Regions from separate parts of the Zea mays genome. Here regions 1 and 2 are each linked to region 3. The links are chromatin contacts, called in public Hi-C maps. All regions are on one chromosome and are shown on one strand. Each heading gives the region's core, a stretch centred on a gene start, on an enhancer-like site or on the middle of the called end of the contact. The rest is flanking DNA. Distances are from core to core; before and after follow the strand shown.

The links. A called contact is a pair of places that touch in the nucleus more often than the background predicts.
Region 1: a Hi-C map of leaf shows a contact between it and region 3, with 8 times the contacts expected there. The contact joins the promoter of LOC100383316 here to the promoter of LOC100276315 in region 3. A contact is called at or near these places in 7 of 25 Hi-C or Micro-C datasets (bundle sheath, ear, endosperm and 3 more) and 1 of 3 datasets of contacts at active chromatin or transcription factors (leaf).
Region 2: a contact with region 3 is called in a Hi-C map of tassel, with 1.9 times the contacts expected there. The contact joins the promoter of LOC100502535 here to the promoter of LOC100276315 in region 3. A contact is called at or near these places in 3 of 25 Hi-C or Micro-C datasets (ear, leaf and tassel).

Annotation. Positions count from the first base shown.
Region 1 is chr6:179,995,551-179,998,666 of Zm-B73-REFERENCE-NAM-5.0, forward strand. LOC100383316 (argonaute104) reads right to left here and starts at 1,864. Exons shown (of 23, transcript NM_001361992.1): 1 at 1,801-1,864; 2 at 1-231. The coding sequence starts at 205.
Region 2 is chr6:179,924,119-179,927,469 of Zm-B73-REFERENCE-NAM-5.0, forward strand. LOC100502535 (secreted protein RBT4) reads right to left here and starts at 1,807. Exons shown (of 1, transcript XM_008651878.4): 1 at 631-1,807. The coding sequence starts at 1,551. The coding sequence ends at 781. It overlaps LOC100282591, which reads left to right. Exons shown (of 14, transcript NM_001291802.1): 11 at 1-3; 12 at 108-250; 13 at 323-377; 14 at 504-794. The coding sequence ends at 644.
Region 3 is chr6:180,385,313-180,388,797 of Zm-B73-REFERENCE-NAM-5.0, forward strand. It overlaps LOC100276315, which reads left to right and starts at 2,131. Exons shown (of 8, transcript NM_001308071.1): 1 at 2,131-2,306; 2 at 3,081-3,229; 3 at 3,320-3,431. The coding sequence starts at 3,111. It also overlaps a transcript of LOC100272700 not described here.

The DNA of each region.
Region 1 (3,116 bases), core at 614-3,113, 390 kb before region 3:
CAGCGACTTTAAAGTGATTTGAATAGAGCTGGGTCGGCTGCCCTTTTCTTCCTATACCAGGCCTGTCCATCAGTAATCTCTTTGGCTTTAATATATGGTTTGCTGGTGATTCACCCACAGCATCTTCAGCTTTAATGGGAATCACATCTGGTGGCACCGGAGGGGGGGGTGGCAACTCTTCATCCTCGCCATCATGAGAGCCCATTTCAAGATAAAACAAGCAGCACCTACCTGCAAGGAAACAAGGACAACAATGAATTGGTTGCAAGGGAAGACAATGAGCACTTGAAAGAATGTTTTACCAATACCATGTAACAGCAGCATATAATCACAAAGTTGAATCTTTCCGTTACTTAGATTCTATACATGCAATCTTCGACATTATAAGTTCCATGTTTCTGCCTACTTTATCAGATTAAATTCTAGTAGGATGGAGAGCCTCTGTAGTGAGATGAATTATAGGAATAGCTATAGAATAGCTATAACTCTAATTCCATTCCCAAGTTCCCACCTCATTGGCACTAACCACGTCATTCAGTCTTGTGCCTGATTGCTGATGCAGAAATTTTGTTTTACTTGTTCCATATGACCTCCTTGAGTAGCAAGGACACATTTGGCACACGAATCTGTTGTACAGTCCTAGTAGGATGGAGAGCCTCTGTAGTGAGATGAATTATAGGAATAGCTATAACTCTAATTCCATTCCCAAGTCCCCACCTCATTGGCACTAACCACGTCATTCAGTCTTGTGCCTGATTGCTGATGCAGAAATTTCGTTTTACTTGTTCCATATGACCTCCTTGAGTAGCAAGGACACATTTGGCACACGAATCTGTTGTACAGTCTTATCAGATGCAACATTAAGCTTGTCTAACTGCATGCATTTGGTGGCAGCATCATACTGTGCAGATCACAAGGACTCAAGCGCGGGACGTTACTAACAAAGAAATACAAGTGTAGTTGGCTGTCGGGAAACATTGAATAAAATGAGCGTAATATTGACTTGAAGAATCAACAGACTAAAATGACAATCAGATGCCCCCGGCCAAAGGCAGCATTTTGTTGAAACAAGGTTTAGGTACGGAAAATGAAATCCTTTGGTGAAGTTAGCGACCTAACGGATTGGCTCCATGTACCTTCTTTCCAAGAGAGTAAGAAAAAAGAAAGGCTTTTTTTGTTAAAAAAATTTGTTCTTGAGAAACCACCTGAGCAGCAGACATCGCAGCTGCAAGGCTCGTTTTTATGTTTTTGTTACACAAAAAGTGGGCATTTTTCCCCAAAAAAAGGCACGGTAATGTAGGAATCCCCATCCCCTGTGAGATGAATCGCATCGCTGCAAAAGCACCCAGAAACATGTGAACCCCTAAAAAACAAATGTCTCGAACCAAATCTGCGAATGTGAGGACAATGTCTCGAAAACCCTAGGAAAGCTCTTCGTCCTCTGGATGCAAGAAGCCAAATGTCTCGAAAACCCTAAGAAACCATAAGCTGCATCAGCGGTAAGAAATGAAAGAGGAACAATGGAGGCTTCCAGCGGCGAGGGGCTAGGGTTTACGCGTGAAACAGCACTGCAAAATGGATGCGATTGTGAGGACAATGTCTCGAAAACCCTATGAAAGCTCTTCGTCCTCTGGATGCAAGAAACCAAATATCTCGAAAACCCTAGGAAACCATAAGCTGCATCAGCGGTAAGAAATGAAAGAGGAACAATGGGGGCTTCCAGCGGCGAGGGGGCCAGGGTTTACGCGTGAAACAGCACTGCAGATTGGAGGCATCTCCACTTCAATCACTTTCACTTACCAAAAGCAAGGAAGTAGGCAGGAGGACGGACGAGGCGAGGTCTCCCAGGTCCTGCTTCCTCTCCTCTCCCAGTCCCTGAACTACTCCCACTCACTGCTCCGACCTCCCCGGCTTAAATGCGTAGCTCGTCTCTCGAACGGCGGGACCTCGGTACCTCCTCCAGACGGACCACCCCGTTGATACAGGAGACACTGGTGCACACATAGTCGTTGTTTACTTGTTTATGGATGCTGTTAAAATTTAACTCAACAATTATAACAAATATCGAAGTCTGTCATTTTGGACAACTAAAATTTAATTTAATTTCACTATTAATTGAAATACTCAAAACCTAATGTTTGTCACATGTTCAAGAACAAGGTAACACAGTTATTAAATGTTAAGAACATTCGTCCTTCGAAAAAATATCTCCTTTCGGATATAATAATCTTCAGACAAAGGTCGTGAATAACACATCCTCATCATTTATATCAATAAGGATTTAAATACATGAGTGTGATATCCAGTCATATATTTATTCCATGATAAATATATAAACATTATCAAAATTTATATTGCAGTGATATCTTCGGCTTGTTTGAAGGTGTTGACGCGAGAGCGATTACAATCCAACGTGAATAGTACGGGGTAATGTTCATCTATTTATAGACAATCGCAAGGGTTCGTACGCTATTACATTTATACCCTCAATAATTACATACAGAGTTTACAATATGTCATAAGGGCAATGTCGTCAGTTGTATTTAATAACTTGAGTAACACCTTCTCCTTGCATCTCATTGTTTCGTTATGACGAAGCCTGCTTGATGAAGTGTGCTTCGTTATACTTCCTTTGAGTTATACCGAAGCCACGTTGTATACCCGTTTCACCGTGATGAAGCCTGTTGGATGAAGCTTGCTTCGCTCCTCTTGTGTTATGTCGAAGCTCTGGCGACGAAACTCCTGTAATATTCAATAGTATGCTGAAAGCAAATGGTTAGTCTTATTTTTTAGGACCTTCGGGAGAAGAAGACCCCCAACAGTAGCCCCTGTCGTATTAGTTTGTTTCTTTGTAACAAATCCAAACTTGAAATAAACGAAGGCCTTTAGCCGAAGGTCCAAAAAAACACCTTCCTTTCGCTAGAATAGCGAAACATTCTGCACTGTGGGCCCCACCGCTCAGTGGTGTTTTGCGTGTGTGTGTGTATATTATATATATATATATATATATGAGGCTTCGGGTTGAAAGATATTTTTCGCGCTATCAAGCTTTGTGCTGAGTTATTGTTTTAGCTTTCTAACTCTGCAACCGCGATTGTTTTTGAGCTTTGGATTCT
Region 2 (3,351 bases), core at 557-3,056, 460 kb before region 3:
AAGGTATTGCCTCCAGACAAAAATGTTTCTTTTCTTAGGCTGTGTAACTAATTAATTGTTTGGTTATATGCAACTGTAGGTGATGATTTGTTTGTTTCTTTTTGCAGCTTGTAAACCATGTTTACTTTTCCCCTGATGGACAATGGTTGGCAAGTGCATCCTTTGATAAATCTGTCAAGTTGTGGAATGGTATCACAGGTAAATTTGTTGCAGCATTCAGAGGGCACGTTGCAGATGTCTACCAGATCAGGTGAGTTTTGTTGTTGTTGTTGTTGTTGTTGTTGAAGGAAAAGGATGATGACAGCACATTATTTCTCTGTAGCTGGTCTGCCGACAGTAGGCTTCTACTAAGTGGAAGCAAGGATTCCACTCTAAAGGTTGTCCACTTGACTTAAGCTGTACTGTTGTGTTGTTCATTGGACAGCACTTACTCTGTCATATATATATGTATATAAAAGAAAAACTTTGTACTTTTGCCGATTCACCAAATGAATGCATTTCAGATCTGGGATATTCGAACACACAAGTTGAAAATGGACTTGCCGGGCCACGCGGATGAGGTGTACACCGTGGATTGGAGCCCTGACGGTGAAAAGGTGGCGTCTGGTGGCAAGGATCGGGTCCTCAAGCTATGGATGAACTGATTGATTATTATATATCTATGCTTGGGCGAATTATATATTGTAGTGATGATAATTTTGAAGGTATACTGAGATCAATTAATTGTACAAGATCCATGCTTGGCTCAAAACTGGAAGAAGCTAGCTGGAAATCATGAGTTCAGTTGGTGGTGCTCTTCTTCTTCTTCTTGTTCTTCTTCTTGAGGTCCGTGGCATAGTAGTTGCATGTGATGAAGACGCCTCCCTTGAAGCACTCTGCTCGTGCGCATCCCACCTTGGTGCTCCTCTTGCCGACCATGAGCGCGAAGTGGCCGCACTCCTTGTACGCCCTGCCGCCTGTGCACTGCTCCGTGTCCCTGTCGTAGATGGACTCCTCCTTGCCCCACCAGAAGACGGCCTCCTTGGCGGTGGCGTTCCAGTCGTCGTGGCTCCTGAACAGGCTCTCGCCGTACTTGTGGCCGCTGTGGACGAGCTCGCAGTCCTTGCGCATGCGGTTGGACCAGCGCCGCGCCTGCCGCGCCAGCTTCCTGTCCCACTTCATGGGCGGCACGCCGTAGCGCGCGCGGAGCTCGTTGTGGGCGTCCACGAACTCCCGGGCGATGCCCTTGTACCACCCCGTGCCGTTGGTCGGTGACACGATGCCCTTCTCCTTGGCGTACTTGAGCAGCTCCTGCTGGGCAGCCTTCTCCGCCGCGACCGCCTTCTCCATCTCCTGCTCCTTCTCCTTCTCCTTCTCGCCGGCCTCTTCCGACGACGACGACGAAGTAGATTCTCCGCTGCTACTGTCGGTCTCAGTCTCACTCTCAGACGGAGACGACTGGTGCAGCAGAGACGACGACGAGGAGGCCAGGGCGCCCGAGGAGGGGACGTTGGAGAGGACGACGGCGACGACGAGGAGCAGCAGTACTGCTATGCTGCTGCTGGGCGCCATGCTGGCTAGCTATGGTTCAAGATCGAGCTAGGCACGCCGACGCCGGCCCTCCTCTCTTGCCAACGTCGTCAGTGTTGGGAAGGAGGGTAAGGGCTGCCGGCAGGGGCCTTTTATGCATGCATGCCAACAGCTAGCTAGCGGTCCTCCATTCTTGGCTCTGCTCCAACGCACGCATGCATGGCCTTTTTTCGCGCGGTTTCGCTGGTTCGTTGGACGGTTCGTCTTCATCGATTGTCCTGTTGCTTCAATCATCGTAGCTAGGTGTCTATATATAGCTGCTACCTTGCTTCTCTAGCTTTATATATATATATATATATATATATATATATATATATATATATATATAGGAGCCCTGTGCTTCCAATAACTAAAGGAAGCCCAGGCCAGACAGTGCAATCCGGTCGAACCGGATCAGGTACAGACGTCTATAAAAGAAAATCCATAGTGCTAGGGATCAGTTTTTCACGCCCCATCTCGATTCATTAGCGACGACGGTTGCCCGATAGTGCGCGCGGCGGTGGCTGCGGCTCCCCAACCTCGACATGCGGTGGCGGCGGTTCCCAGGCCGGCGGTGGCGGCCCCCGATCCAGAGGGCGAGCGGCGGCAGCGCCCTTGTGCGGTGGCGGCGGTTCCCAGGCCGGCGGTCCTCGATCCAGAGGGCGAGCGACGGTGGCGGCGGTTCCCAGGCCGGTGGCCGCAACTCCATTACCTCGACGCGCGGCGGCGGAGGTTCCTCGATCCGCAGCGGGGCCCTTGTGCGGGCAAGCGGCGGCATCCCCGAAGCTCCGAGGAGGCGGCACTTCCAAGGCCGGCGAGCAAGTGACGCCCGTCGACGTGCGAGTAGCGACGGCGACGCATGAGGCGCGATGTTCGAGCGAGCGACGTCACGGAAGGCGCGAGATGCGCGCAGCGATGATCACGCATGACATCCTCCGATCCGGCACAGTTTTCTTTTCGATTATTGCGTTTTATGCCTACCACATGTACTATTTACGCTAAAAACTGTATGATTTTATGCTTGAACACGGAGTTCGTATATCAGTTTACTGTATGCACATTGGAAAGACAATTCCTTAATTTATGTTGTTCGTAATTTGCGCGCATGCAATGGAAACTCCCACGATTTTGCCATAATTTTTGGATATGTATAAAAATAGAAACTGAATGCATGCGGCTGCCATGTTTTTAGGATCTGTCATAAAAATAGGATCGTAATAACAACCTATTAGAGCTATCAACCTCTCATTGACTCGGTATTTACGCTTATAATTAAGGGATTTTATGCTCAAAACTTAAGGTTTTTACGCTTCACCCGGATATGCGTCCACCAGTAAACAACATGCCCGTTTTTTTACGCAGTGTAAGGAATTGCATAAATACCTACACCGTGTCGTATACATTATAAACTAGTTCTAATGCGTTTAGCTGCATGACTGTTGGAGGGATCATATATTTATGAAGGAAATAAAACATTAAATGCGATTTTTTGTTTTTATGCATGCAATTCATTTCCTTTTATTGCATATTCTTTCCATCATAAATTCATGTGCATGCAGCTGGTAACAGATTTTTACGCAGTATACCCAATTGCATAATTATCTACACAGTGTAGCATATTTAGTATCACTATATGTCATAAAATAATAATTACGAGTCTAGCTGCATTGCTGTTGCAGCGATCCTAAATTTATGGAGGAAATAAAGCATTTAAAATAGAAACCGTCACACATATCTTTCCTAAATTTACGTGCATACAAGGGAACGTGTTTGACTCATGCATGCATTTTGCCATAATTTTTG
Region 3 (3,485 bases), core at 881-3,380:
CATCAGTCAAAAAAATTTCATCTGGTTGATTGGGCTTCTGTGTGTTCCCCTAAAAATCAGGGAGGTTTAGGGGTTTTGAATCTTGAATTTATGAATGATTCCTTACTGACTAAATGGCTTTGGAATATTGAAAATTCAAAGGGTTTATGGCAAAAAATCATTGCAAGTAAATACATTAAGGGAAAACCCCTTATTTCTGTCAATCAAAAACAAGGGGATTCTCATTTTTGGAAGAAGATTTTGAGTTTGAGAGATAACTTTTATAAATACTGTAAAACTCTGGTGGGTAATGGATTGAATACTAGCTTTTGGAAGAGTAACTGAATAGGTAATCTACCCTTGGTTGTCCAATTTCCTACCTTATTTGACTTGGCTTATGACAAAGACATTTCTGTTAATAAGGTCTTGGAGTCCAATTTTGATGCTCTCTCGTTTAGGAGAAGGATTATTGGTAATCTGAGGGTGTTATTTGAGGATTTGATGAATTGTCGTAATCATTTTTCCCTGTCTGATCAAGATGACAGGATTGTTTGGGGACTTGATAAAAAGGGTTTTTCTGTGAACTCTTTATATAAAAAGAAAGTGATGGATCAAGTTTCTGTTCCTTACAAGTTCTTGTGGAAATCCAAGTTGCCACAGAAAATCAAGATTTTTATCTGGTTGGTGGTGAGAAATAAAATTCTTACTAAAGATAATTTGAAGAAAAGGAACCGGAAAGGTTCTCAAGAGTGTTGTTTCTGTGGTGGTGATGAGTCCATTAATCATTTATTCTTTCACTATCCCATCACGAGATACGTGTGGAGAGTGATCCAAGTGGCTTTAAACTTGGTGGAAATTCCAAGAAGTATCAGCAACCTTTGTGATAAGTGGTTAAGTAAACCAAAAGATAAGATTGCCAATCTGCTTCTGTTTGGTTGTGGTGCGGTGTTCAGGCAATTTGGCGCATAAGAAATGATTGGTGCTTTGGTGATAAAATTATGCTTGATCTTTCTAACGTCATTTTTCTTTGTTGCTTCTGCTGGATTCCTGGGCTATTCGACAGAGAAAGAGGGAACGAAAAATGGTGATCCAAGGAAGCAAGCTAATCAGAAAGATATCAAGTGAAGCGTTTGGCCGAGCGTTTGGGTGGTGTCCGAGGGACAAACGAATTTCTGGGTGATCAAGGTTGTGGTTCCTGGCGTATGTGATCGCCTGTACTTTTGGTGTTGGGTTGCGCTAGTTTCTTTAGTTGCGTCTGTCTGTCGTGAAGTGGTTGTAATAAGAAATACTTATGTTCCTGGTAGCAGGTCGAACTATGTCTTCTATTTTAGGCCCTTTACTTATCTAGAGTGATATTGTAAGGTGTCTGAATAGAGGTCAGGCCTAGTAGTGGTTCTGTCGGACCGTAGGGTCGCGATGATTGTCGATGTAATGAACTCTTTCCTATTTCCTAATGAAATAGGGGGCTTCGCCCCTTCGTAAAAAAAGACTATATATTTTAAATACTTGGCTGAGATGAATGTGAGCGAGAGCGTTTCCAGTATAGCGCACGTGCGAATGTGCATATACTAGGGGCCTGTTTGGTTTAACTTTTTTCTGACCAGCTTTTCTGAAAATCTAGCTATGGAGAGAATCTGGCTGTAGGAAGAATCTGAGTATCATTACGATTATGTGTGGAGAAAGATAAAGTTGTTCATAGGGCTCAGGATCTAGAAATTGACGAATTCCTATTATTACAACGACTCAACCGATTATGTGTTTATGTGATTTTGGATGGTTTTTGCCCCAACGAATTTTATAAAAGCTGGCTGAAAAGCTGAGCGTTTGGCAGTCCGCAGGCCAGAAGCTCCAGAAGCCGAAACAAACAGGCCCTAGATCCATGGAGGAAAGAGAAATCGTGAATTTAGGGTATGGGAAGCCTGAGAGTTTTTCTTTCGTGTCCTCGTCCATGCTATGCTTAGTCATGTATGTGACGCGAGGCCCGCTGCGGACTCTGCTTAGCCTGAAATATTGTTTGGGCCGTTGCACAAACAATGAACTGAATCTTAAATAAATTGGCAATTCCGAGGCCCAGCCCAACTTGGTATGGCAATGCATTGGGCCATTGGCACTAGGCACTACCATAGCAAGTAGCAGCGCAGCAAGAGGGTCAAAACGGTCATCGCCCTTGTCTTCTTCTTCTTCTTCTTCATCTCACCAACCTTTCCCTTCCCGTCCCAACCGCCGTCCGCCTGCTCCCTTCCGCTCACCTGCTTCATCTGTTTTGAAGAAAAAAAGGAAAACAGAAGGAAGAGAGTAAAAGAGGCCTGCGCTGCCCTGCGCCCCAGGTTTGATCCCATACTTCCTCGGTTTCTCCCTGTTGTTCTTGCTCTGTCTCGAATCTCGATCCATAACCTCAGCCCTCGCCGATCTCTCCTGTCCGTTTGGCTGGGATCTCGGTCGGCGCCCCCCCCCCCCTGATATGCTTTCCATGCTGTCATGACGGACCGGATAAGCCTGTTAGCACTAGCAACTGGCAAGCTCCAATTTTGACTTTCTTGCGGATCAGTAGTTCCCATCAATTGTTGAGTTAACTTCAGTTCAATTGCCAATTGCCATTTATGTCAGCTTCTCCTAATTCACTGACCCATGCGTGCTTCTTAAATTTGAACCGGACCAAGCGTCCGTATGATGATACTTCTCCACACATGAACATGTATTTCCTTCCTGCTAGAATTTATATAAAAGAAAGAATTTATAATGCGTCCCTCCTTAGCCTTATTACTAGTACCATCAACACCTCCTTAGGGTTCAGGCATGAGCACGCATTGCAGGAAGGATCCTAGTTTTCTCAACAAGTAAAAAGGACAGAAATTTTGCTGTCAATTATTTCTTGTAGCAAGTGTAGTTCAGTTTGTCCTAATTACTTAGCACACTTGTGCTTGTTTAATTCGGGAAAAAAGGTTCTTGAAATGAATTAGCTATCCTTTGGCTAGCAAGTTGAGATTTGGAGTCACAGATAATTTATTTGATGCACTCTTGATAAATAGATCACCTAATGGAGTACTTCATCATCAGCCCATGTGATAGATCAGTAACATTGTTTACCTTGTCGTAAACAGAGTATGCGCTTCTAACACTTGCATATTTGGATGGATGATGTATATGGACGGATAGAGGTCTTCCCCCAACACTTTGTACCATCAAAAGAAGCTATGGAGACACCTGACGGTCTATCAACAAGTAAGAATAGCCTGGATAGTCCACCAAGGTGATACTTGTGGCGAAAGGAATTCTGTAGCTCAACTCATCCTCTGCCTTTTCTGGGTACAATAACACGTTCTTCTTCTCATGTAAACAGTTCATGTAAGCGTTCCTGGACTCCAAGACGAGTTAAGGGAGCTGCATCCATTTTGCATTTATTGTCCATTCCCCGCATAAGATGGTCTACAAGCAATGAGGATGATGACAAGGTTACCCACTTCCATATCGCAATCGTGATTTTTTTTGGGGGGTGGGGGGAGAAA